Regions from separate parts of the Hordeum vulgare genome. Here region 1 is linked to region 2. A link is a contact called in public HiChIP or PLAC-seq data. All regions are on one chromosome and are shown on one strand. The core of a region is the stretch at or near the end of the contact, and the rest is flanking DNA. Distances in the headings are between cores, read along the strand shown. Region 1 holds the start of LOC123447936 (F-box/WD-40 repeat-containing protein At3g52030). Region 2 holds the start of LOC123447935 (SWI/SNF complex subunit SWI3C homolog).

The links. HiChIP or PLAC-seq counts read pairs in DNA pulled down with a chosen protein or histone mark.
Region 1: an H3K4me3 HiChIP or PLAC-seq map of embryo shows a contact between it and region 2, with 5 times the contacts expected there. The contact joins the promoter of LOC123447936 here to the promoter of LOC123447935 in region 2. A contact is called at or near these places in 2 of 6 Hi-C or Micro-C datasets (leaf and an unstated tissue) and 1 of 1 datasets of contacts at active chromatin or transcription factors (embryo).

The regions. Positions count from the first base shown.
Region 1 is chr4H:77,190,197-77,194,189 of MorexV3_pseudomolecules_assembly, forward strand. LOC123447936 (F-box/WD-40 repeat-containing protein At3g52030) reads right to left here and starts at 1,307. Exons shown (of 9, transcript XM_045124672.1): 1 at 931-1,307; 2 at 84-269. The coding sequence starts at 1,304.
Region 2 is chr4H:76,987,701-76,991,830 of MorexV3_pseudomolecules_assembly, forward strand. It overlaps LOC123447935 (SWI/SNF complex subunit SWI3C homolog), which reads right to left and starts at 1,405. Exons shown (of 9, transcript XM_045124670.1): 1 at 1,266-1,405; 2 at 654-1,178; 3 at 1-567. The coding sequence starts at 1,293.

The DNA.
Region 1 (3,993 bases), core at 57-2,556, 200 kb after region 2:
ACAAATGTAACTATTTTTGCCGGTACATTATAACACTCGGAGGCATATGTTCAGAAGACATATACCAGACAACAGGTGCCTACCTTATATCATGACCAATCCACTGATGAACTTCAGCAGACCCTCTAGCAAGAGTTGATGCATGCTCATTCATGGCCAGCGCCTCAAAATAACTTTTCACTGAAATAGTAGAACTCGAGCCTCTTGCCTGTGGATTCCTCTTGTAATATAGATCCCTCATCAGATGGGCCGTGTTGATAATCGTATTCCTAAACAAAGCATAAAATCAGACATGCACACTGTAATCAACACTAGAAATTGCTACATAATTAGGAACTTTCACAAGAAAAAAATGCATCCGGATTGTGGGATGAAAAATGAACAGCACAAATACCAAACTGAAATACAACGACTAGCACAAGAGTTGCATCACAGCAATTGGTAGCTCCCTGGTTTAGGTTCTCAGATCTTTGCCATCTCGCGGATTGAAGTGTGCATCTATGATTTATCAATACTGCTAATAAAATCAGTCCGGTAATAATAATCCGCTAACAGATCGAGAAGTAGGTTCAGTTATATTAGTACTTCCTCCGTTTCAGTTTATAAGTCCGGCACGTGTATCTAGGTCGTCAATTTGACCAACTTAATGAGAGGCATATATTACAAAAAATATATCATTAGAAACTTTAGATGTTCTATTTTCTAATGATATAATTTTTATGTTAAACAATATATTTTATATAAGTCAAATTGACGACCTAGGTACACGCGCATGCCTTATAAACTGTGACGGAGGGAGTATACAATATAAGGAGAGCGTAGAACAAAACGAACGTACTGCTGACAGCAATCAGGAAATGAACTGAAGGAGACACAGGAAAGGGAAGGGAAGGGAAGGGGAGGTGAGATGATCCGCGTAGCAGGTCTGACCATGACTGGCAGACGGCGGAGCAGTGGGCGAGGTCGAAGTGGTCGTCGAGGCGGGAGAAGATGGAACGGAGGGTATCGTCGTTCAGCGACTGCCCCGTCAGCCCGTACCCGCCTCCGCCGCCGCCGCCGCTGCGCCGCTTCGAGGTAAGACCTCCGCCCTGGCTCCGGCTCCGGCTGCTGCTCGCCTCCATCTCTCCCTCTCTCTCTCTCTCAGAAGGGCGAGCCTCTCCTGTCGCCGCCCGCCGGTAGTCGACCGGTCCACTGTAGGCCTGTAGGCATCGTGGACTTCCGGCAGACAGCGTCTGTGTGGACAGCGGTGTTCGCTTGATTGCACCGGCCCAACAAGGTTTCGGGAACCCTCGTCCTCGCAACATCAGATCCCTGAAAGGCGAAACTAAGGGTGTGTTTGGTTGAAGGGATATCCTATCAGGGACAGGGATAACCATTTTTTTCTATGGTTGTTATGCGTTTGGATCTGAGGCGGGGAGGTACAGAGTCAACCAGATGCTGGGAATATTTAAAAAAAAGGATGTGGCCAACAGCCAAAAACGGGCGGGCGGTGGCAACCACTCTGGGGCGGCCGGCGCGGCCGTCGCGGAAGGCGGCCGGCACGGGAGGCGACCGGCGCGGGAGGATCCATCCTCCCAACCAAACAAAAAAAGGATAACCCTACCCTTACAACCAAACAAAAAAAGCTATCCCCAGCCACCTGGTTGGGGATACCCACAACCACCCTAGCCTATCCCTCCAACCAAACACACCCTAAGGCTACTCATAGTTCTATCATATAGTACATACTACTACCTATGTTCCTAAATATAAGTCTTTTTAGAGGTGTTATTGCGGGACTACATACAGATGTATATATACATGTTTTAGAGTGTAGATACCCTCATTTTGCTCCGTATGTAGTCACCTAGACTAGTTTTCCCCAATTACACTTATTTAAGTACAGAGGGAGTATCATATAGTAGTATCATGCATATGATATTATGATATAATAGTATCTTTATAGTGCATACTATCATAAACTAGTATAACATAGATGGTCTCATTTATTGACATGCATGACACATAGTAGCATAGCATTTAACATGATACGGTATCTATCTATGTTATTTTAACTCTCTCTCTCCTCTTTAATTATGTGTCATATCAGCGTGTTTGCTAATTTCAAGGTTATGATACTAGTTATGTTACTCCCACTATGGCCAACTTAAAAACCCCTGTTTTCAGTTGTTGAAAAACATGTTTTAAGAATTAATTTAAGCTGCGACCGGATAGATTCCTTAAACATAAATTGTAAAATCAAATATTTGTTTGTTTTCCTCACATCTTTTTTTGAAAGCGCAATTGCTTTTTAAGATGGTTTTAGTAATCAATAACAATATATGCATCGTTGAACAAATGATCCACTACTCGAATCCTAAATTTACCATCTGTCATGTCTTTATCGTCTGCTGACACATGGCAAAGATCATCTTTGCCGTCAGTTGGCACAAAGCTGACGGCAAACAACACCCTGATGGCAAAGGTGTTGTTTGCCGTCAGCCTTGCCTACCTAACAGCAAATATTTGCCAAAGGGGGCAGCAAAGGAGAGGCTAACAGCAAAGGGGCGCCACCCTAACGGCCGAAGCCCACCCACCCCACCCACCCATTTGTTGTGTGCCTCCCAGCCTTTGCAGACGGCAAAGGGGGCGCCACCCTAACGTCAGTCAGCCCCCACCCCCGCTCCCGTAACGGCACTCACCCCTCTCTCTCACACACACAAAGCCTCCACTCTCTCGCGCGCGCCCCCTGCCCACCCCAGAGCCGCCGCCACCACCACCTGGGCCACTCCGACCCACCACCGCCGCCCACGACCGGAGCTCCCCGCGCCCTGCCCACCCCAGCGCCGCCACCACCACCGAAGCTGCTCCGACCCATCACCGCCACCCACGGCCAGAGCTCGCCCTCCCCTCCTCCCCGCGTCCCTCCTCCCCACGCTCCTGCTCCCTGCGCCGCCGGAGTTGCCCTCCCCTCCTCTCGCGCCGCCGGAGCTCGCCCTCCACCACCACCGGCTCGACCCCCCCACGCCCCTCCTCCCCGCGCCCTGCCCCCACCCAACGCCCTTGCCGGCCCCTGCGCCACACTGGCCAGGCCACCACCGCCCCGACAACCACTGCCCCCGCCGCCCATTGCCCCTGCAGGTGAGTTTTTTTTCCTTTTTGGCTTTATTTCCTGTTTTTTCTTTTAAATTAGATAGTTAATTTAGATAGTTAGTTTATTTTCTGTTTTTTCTGTTAAATTAGATAGTTAGTTTTTTTTGTTTTTTATGTTAAATTAGATAGTTAGTTTATTAGGTAGAAAAAATAGATAGAAAAGGAAAAAAATTAGAAGAAAATAAGAGAATAACAAACTAGAAGAAAAAAGAAGAAGAAGAAGAAGAAGAAGAAGAAAGAGGAGAGGAGGAGAAAGAGAAAAGAAAGAAGAAGAACAAGAAGAAGAAGAAGAAGAGGAGGGGGAGGAGGAGGAGAAAAAAGAAGAAGAATAATAAGAAGAAGAAGATGACCAAGAAGAAGAAGAAGAAGAAAAAGAGAAGAGAGGAGAAGAAGAAAGAAGAGGACCCCGACCCCCGACCCCCGGCCCACGACCCCCGATGCCCGACGCCACCAACCCTCGACGCCACTGACACCCGACTCCCGACCCCCGACGCCCGACGCCACTGACCCCCGACCCCCGACTCCTGACTCCCGACTCCACTAACCCCCGACCCCCGACGCCCGACGCCACTGACCCCCGACCCCCGATGCCACTAACCCTCGACCCCCGACCCCCGACCCCCGACGCCCGACGCCACTGACCCTCGACTCCCGGCACCACTGACCCTCGACCCCCGACCCGCGACCCTCGACCCCCGACGCCACTGACCCTCGACCCCCGACCCCCGACGCCACTGACCCCCAACCCCCGACACCTCTTCGGCCTCTTGTTGATCGAAAAGACCCCAACCCCTGATGATAGTGACCCTCGACCCCCGACGACACTGACCCCTGACCACCGACGCAACTAACCCCCGACCC
Region 2 (4,130 bases), core at 155-2,654:
TCTGCGACTGATAATACAAATTGCACAAAGACTGTGAGCAATAACTGCAATAGCTCTCTGATAGCCTTTCTCTAATCTTCCCTTCCAATTCAGTAAACTCAGCATCGGCGTCAAAATCCATCACCTCTGGATTTGATGAAGATGAAGTCAGAGAAGAAATGTCGTCTGCTTGGAGACTACATTTTGGCCGGTCAAACAAAATTAAACCATCAATGGATTTCAGCGCTGTAGTCAACAGTTGCAACTCCCCTGCTGGTTCCTCTATAAGAAGTGATGCTGCCACCCTCAGACCCCGGTGCACCAACCCAACCGCGAGGTAATTGATGATTCCCCAGGTGTCCAAGAACCGAACGATCCTACTCAAATCATATAGTTCACCTGTGTTAACAACAAACCCTTGGCACTCTGCAAAACCAAGCCTCTTGCCTGGGTTCTCCAAATATTTGGCAATAATTCTATTCCTTAACATTATGAACTTCTCCGGAGTGTGCCCTAGAGATTTCCCTGTGAAGAAGTGTGGAACAACCTGCCTTTCCAGCCTGTGCACCGTCCCAGGAGAGAACCAATCTACAAATGGTAAATTAATTCATGTTGCAGTGAACTTAAAACCAACGTATGTTCAGAAATTCAGGGTTTAGTCGCAACGAGCGAACCTGAGTGCTTAGGCACCACATGGAGGCGGCCCTGGAACTGCTTGTGCACGCCATGCCCCTCCATGAGGGGCGGTGGCGTGCAGACATAAGAAGACGGCCTGTCAGGATCCGTCGAAAGGGACGGGTGGTCAGGGAGCGCCCTGGAGAGCACCTGCAGCTGCCCATGCGAGATGTTCTCCAATGCCGGTGGCGCGGCGGCGGAGACATCACCCACATACGCAGATCGCTCAGCTGCAACGACGGCCATGACCGACGGATGCGGACGGTTGACTGTGCGGCGGGTGGCGGCAGGGAAGGTGGAGATGACCTCGGCCGAGGAGAGCAGCTCTGCCTCACGGGGGTCGGGCACGGGATTCCTGGCCGCGGCACCGGCCAGGATTTCGTAGTCGGCATTGTCAACCGCGGGCGATGGAACGGCCGTGTCGTCGTCATCGTTGTCGGAATCGTCCGAATGGTCGGCCGCGGCCGACGGCAATGGAAGGGCGTCGGAGTTTCGCTTCCGTTTCCGCCATTTGGTGCGCGAATCTGGGGGTTAGGGTTCGGATGGAGGGTGCAAGATCAGTTGGTAGCAGCTCAGGTAATTAGGTCCGGCGAGAGGTTGGACGTACCAACCTGGCGTGCAGGAGGCCTTGCGCGGCATCGTAGGCGGCGACGAGTCGGGGACGGCCGACGCCGAAGAGGTGGTCAGGGTTTTTTTTTAGATAGGTGGTGAGGTTTCGTAGGATGACCACGAGTGATGAGGGGACCGACCGTCTCGACGATGACGACGAAGGCAACACGTGCGATGAGAAATTGGATTATTTTCGGCAGCACACCATCTCTAGCATACTCCATAAAAAAAAAAAAAAAAAAAAAAAGCAAAATGCGTTTACAAGTTGTTGCGGAGCAATTTTACGTAGTCATTTCATGCGACAAAGCTGTATTTAAAAAATACATTCACAGTAAAACTACATCATGGTTATTCATCAAACTACATCATAGTTCTTCATCAGTAACCTACATCACTTATTCATACTACTAGGTAGGGGGAGGACTGCGAGTCGTGCAGCGTAACCGAGCCTAGACTACCAAAAATGACGGGTGCGACGGCAACGACGCGGCGAAGGAGACGGAGGAGCTAAGTCCTCATCGGAGTTGAGGTCGATCCAGATCTTGTCCTGCTCGGTCTTCATGACACGCAAGTCCGCCTCATTGGACGCGCTCGCGTGCGATGTTGTGACCCCTTGATCGAAGAAAATCTGCTCAATCTCGAACTCGCGGCGGTTGCGCGCGGCGGCCTCCTCCGCCTCCCTCACCGAGCGCTCCATGATGGCGCGCATGAGGTCATCCTCCTGCCCTGGAGGGAGGTAGTCCTCGGGGCCGATGACCCCTCCACGCGACGGGATGGCATCGTCCTCGAGCTTGACGGCGAGCGGCCCGAGCTCCTCCGACCTTCTCTTCACCGGAGTGATGGTCTGCGAGGACGAGGCGTCCGTGGACGAACTCCCAGCGGCAGAGGAGTCGAGGCGTCGGACCGCGAGCTCGCGCTCGCACTCCTCGAGCTCGCGGCGTTCGAAAGTCGACGACGGCCGATGGACGTAGTTCAGCCACCTCCGTGATCCCCGCTTGCGTGCGGCGTCGGAGGCAAGGCGGCGGTGGCGCTCGGCGTCATCCCCTCCATTTACGTGGTCGTCCATGGTCGGGACAGCTTGCTATGGGTTTTTTTTGTCTCGCTGGCGGCGAGAAATTAGAGCGGAGTGGGAGATGAATCGCGGTGGAGCTGTGGCGGCGGAGGATAGGGTTTGACCCGCATATATGCCGGTTGGGGGGTTCTTTTCCTGGCCGTGATAAAAAAAATACGGGCCGGATGCGCGATATGGGGTCTGTTCTGACCACTAAAACGGGTAGAACCCGTATACTCGCCGGAATTTTGCGGGTTCGGCTCTTTTACGGGGTTTGCTAGAGATGCTCTAAGGGTGTGTTTGGTTTGTGTCACCGGGTGGAATGTAACGGGTCCGTCCCGTCCCTAGAGGTCGTTCTTCTGTTTAGTTGGGTCCAGGAATCGGAACCCACTCATTCCCTGGAATGGCATATTCCTCCGAGATCCGTAACGCGCTAGTACCTCTGAATCGGTGGAACGATGCGGAACGCCTCGCGTCTCTCACATTTTCCCCGACGCTGCCCCCTTTCTCCCATAACCTCGCTGGCCCTCTTCCTCCCTCCCTCCCTCAGCCGCACCGCCGACCACCTTCTATTGCGCTGTTGGCCGGATCCCTCCATCAGCTGCGTCGGCAGCCGAATTTCTCCCTCCATCAGCTGCGCCGGCGGGCCCCTTCTACTGCGCCACCGAGGCCCTTCTACCGCGTCGCCGCCCCCTGCATCTGCTGCATCGCCGCCCCCTGCATCTACTGCACCACCGAGGTCCTTCTACCGCGCCGCCGCCCCCTGCATCTACTGCGCCACTGAGGCCCTTCTACCGCGCCGCCGCCCCCTGCATCTGCTGCATCGCCGGCCCCTGCATCTATTGTGCCACCGAGGTCCTTCTACCGCGCCGTCGCCCCCTGCATCCGCTGCATCGCCGCCCCCTGCATCTGTTGCGCCGTCGCCGGGAGCACGTGCCGCAGCCGGGAGCACGCGCAGCCAGGTGCACGCGCCGCCGGGTGCACGCGCAACCCTTGTCCCTCGCGTCCCCATGGCGTGCAGTGAAAGTGATGGCGACGACGAGATGCAGCAAAGGAAGATGAACAAATCCATTCCATTCCATTCCATCCCTCCAACCAAACATCAAAATGTAACCATCTCGTTCCTTTAAATCTCCTCTACCAAACACAAGGACGGAACCAACCCGTTCAAGTGGAATGGAACCATGACATTCCGTTCCACTTCGTTCCCGAACCAAACACACCCTAAGAGCATCTAAAACCGGTAAAATTGGATTATTTTAGCGGGATCTGACTCCGGTCTGAAAATTAGAGATTTGATCATTTTTCTACCATCGTCATGGCTGACGGTAGGGATTCACATCCTATCATCAATATTTCTGACGGTATGTTGAACGACAGCAACCATCAACTAGCGGTGCAAGGTTGATGTGGTGTAGGCCCTATCGCTAGGGCTTGTGGTAGTAGGATGTAAGAACCTACCGCCGAGGCCTCCAGCGATAGGTGGCCTTTTCTAGTACCAGTACTAGAACCTGGAATCGCTAAAAAATTACGGTAGGGTTACACACTCTATCGCCGGTACCTTGGTGATATTATGTGTTTATAGTGTATTTTTTACTGTGAACAGTGGAATAAAAAAAATTCAAAAAATCTGATTTTTTCGTGACAAATTTGATAAAAGTTCTATCTGTCTGCGAAATTTCATTACAAAATCACATTTATGAAAACCGTGGCAAAAAACAAAATCGTACTCCAAAATGCTTTTGAAAGTAGCATTTTCAGAGTATCGATTTTGTTTTTGTTTTTTGCCACGCCTCACACAAATGTGATTTTCTAA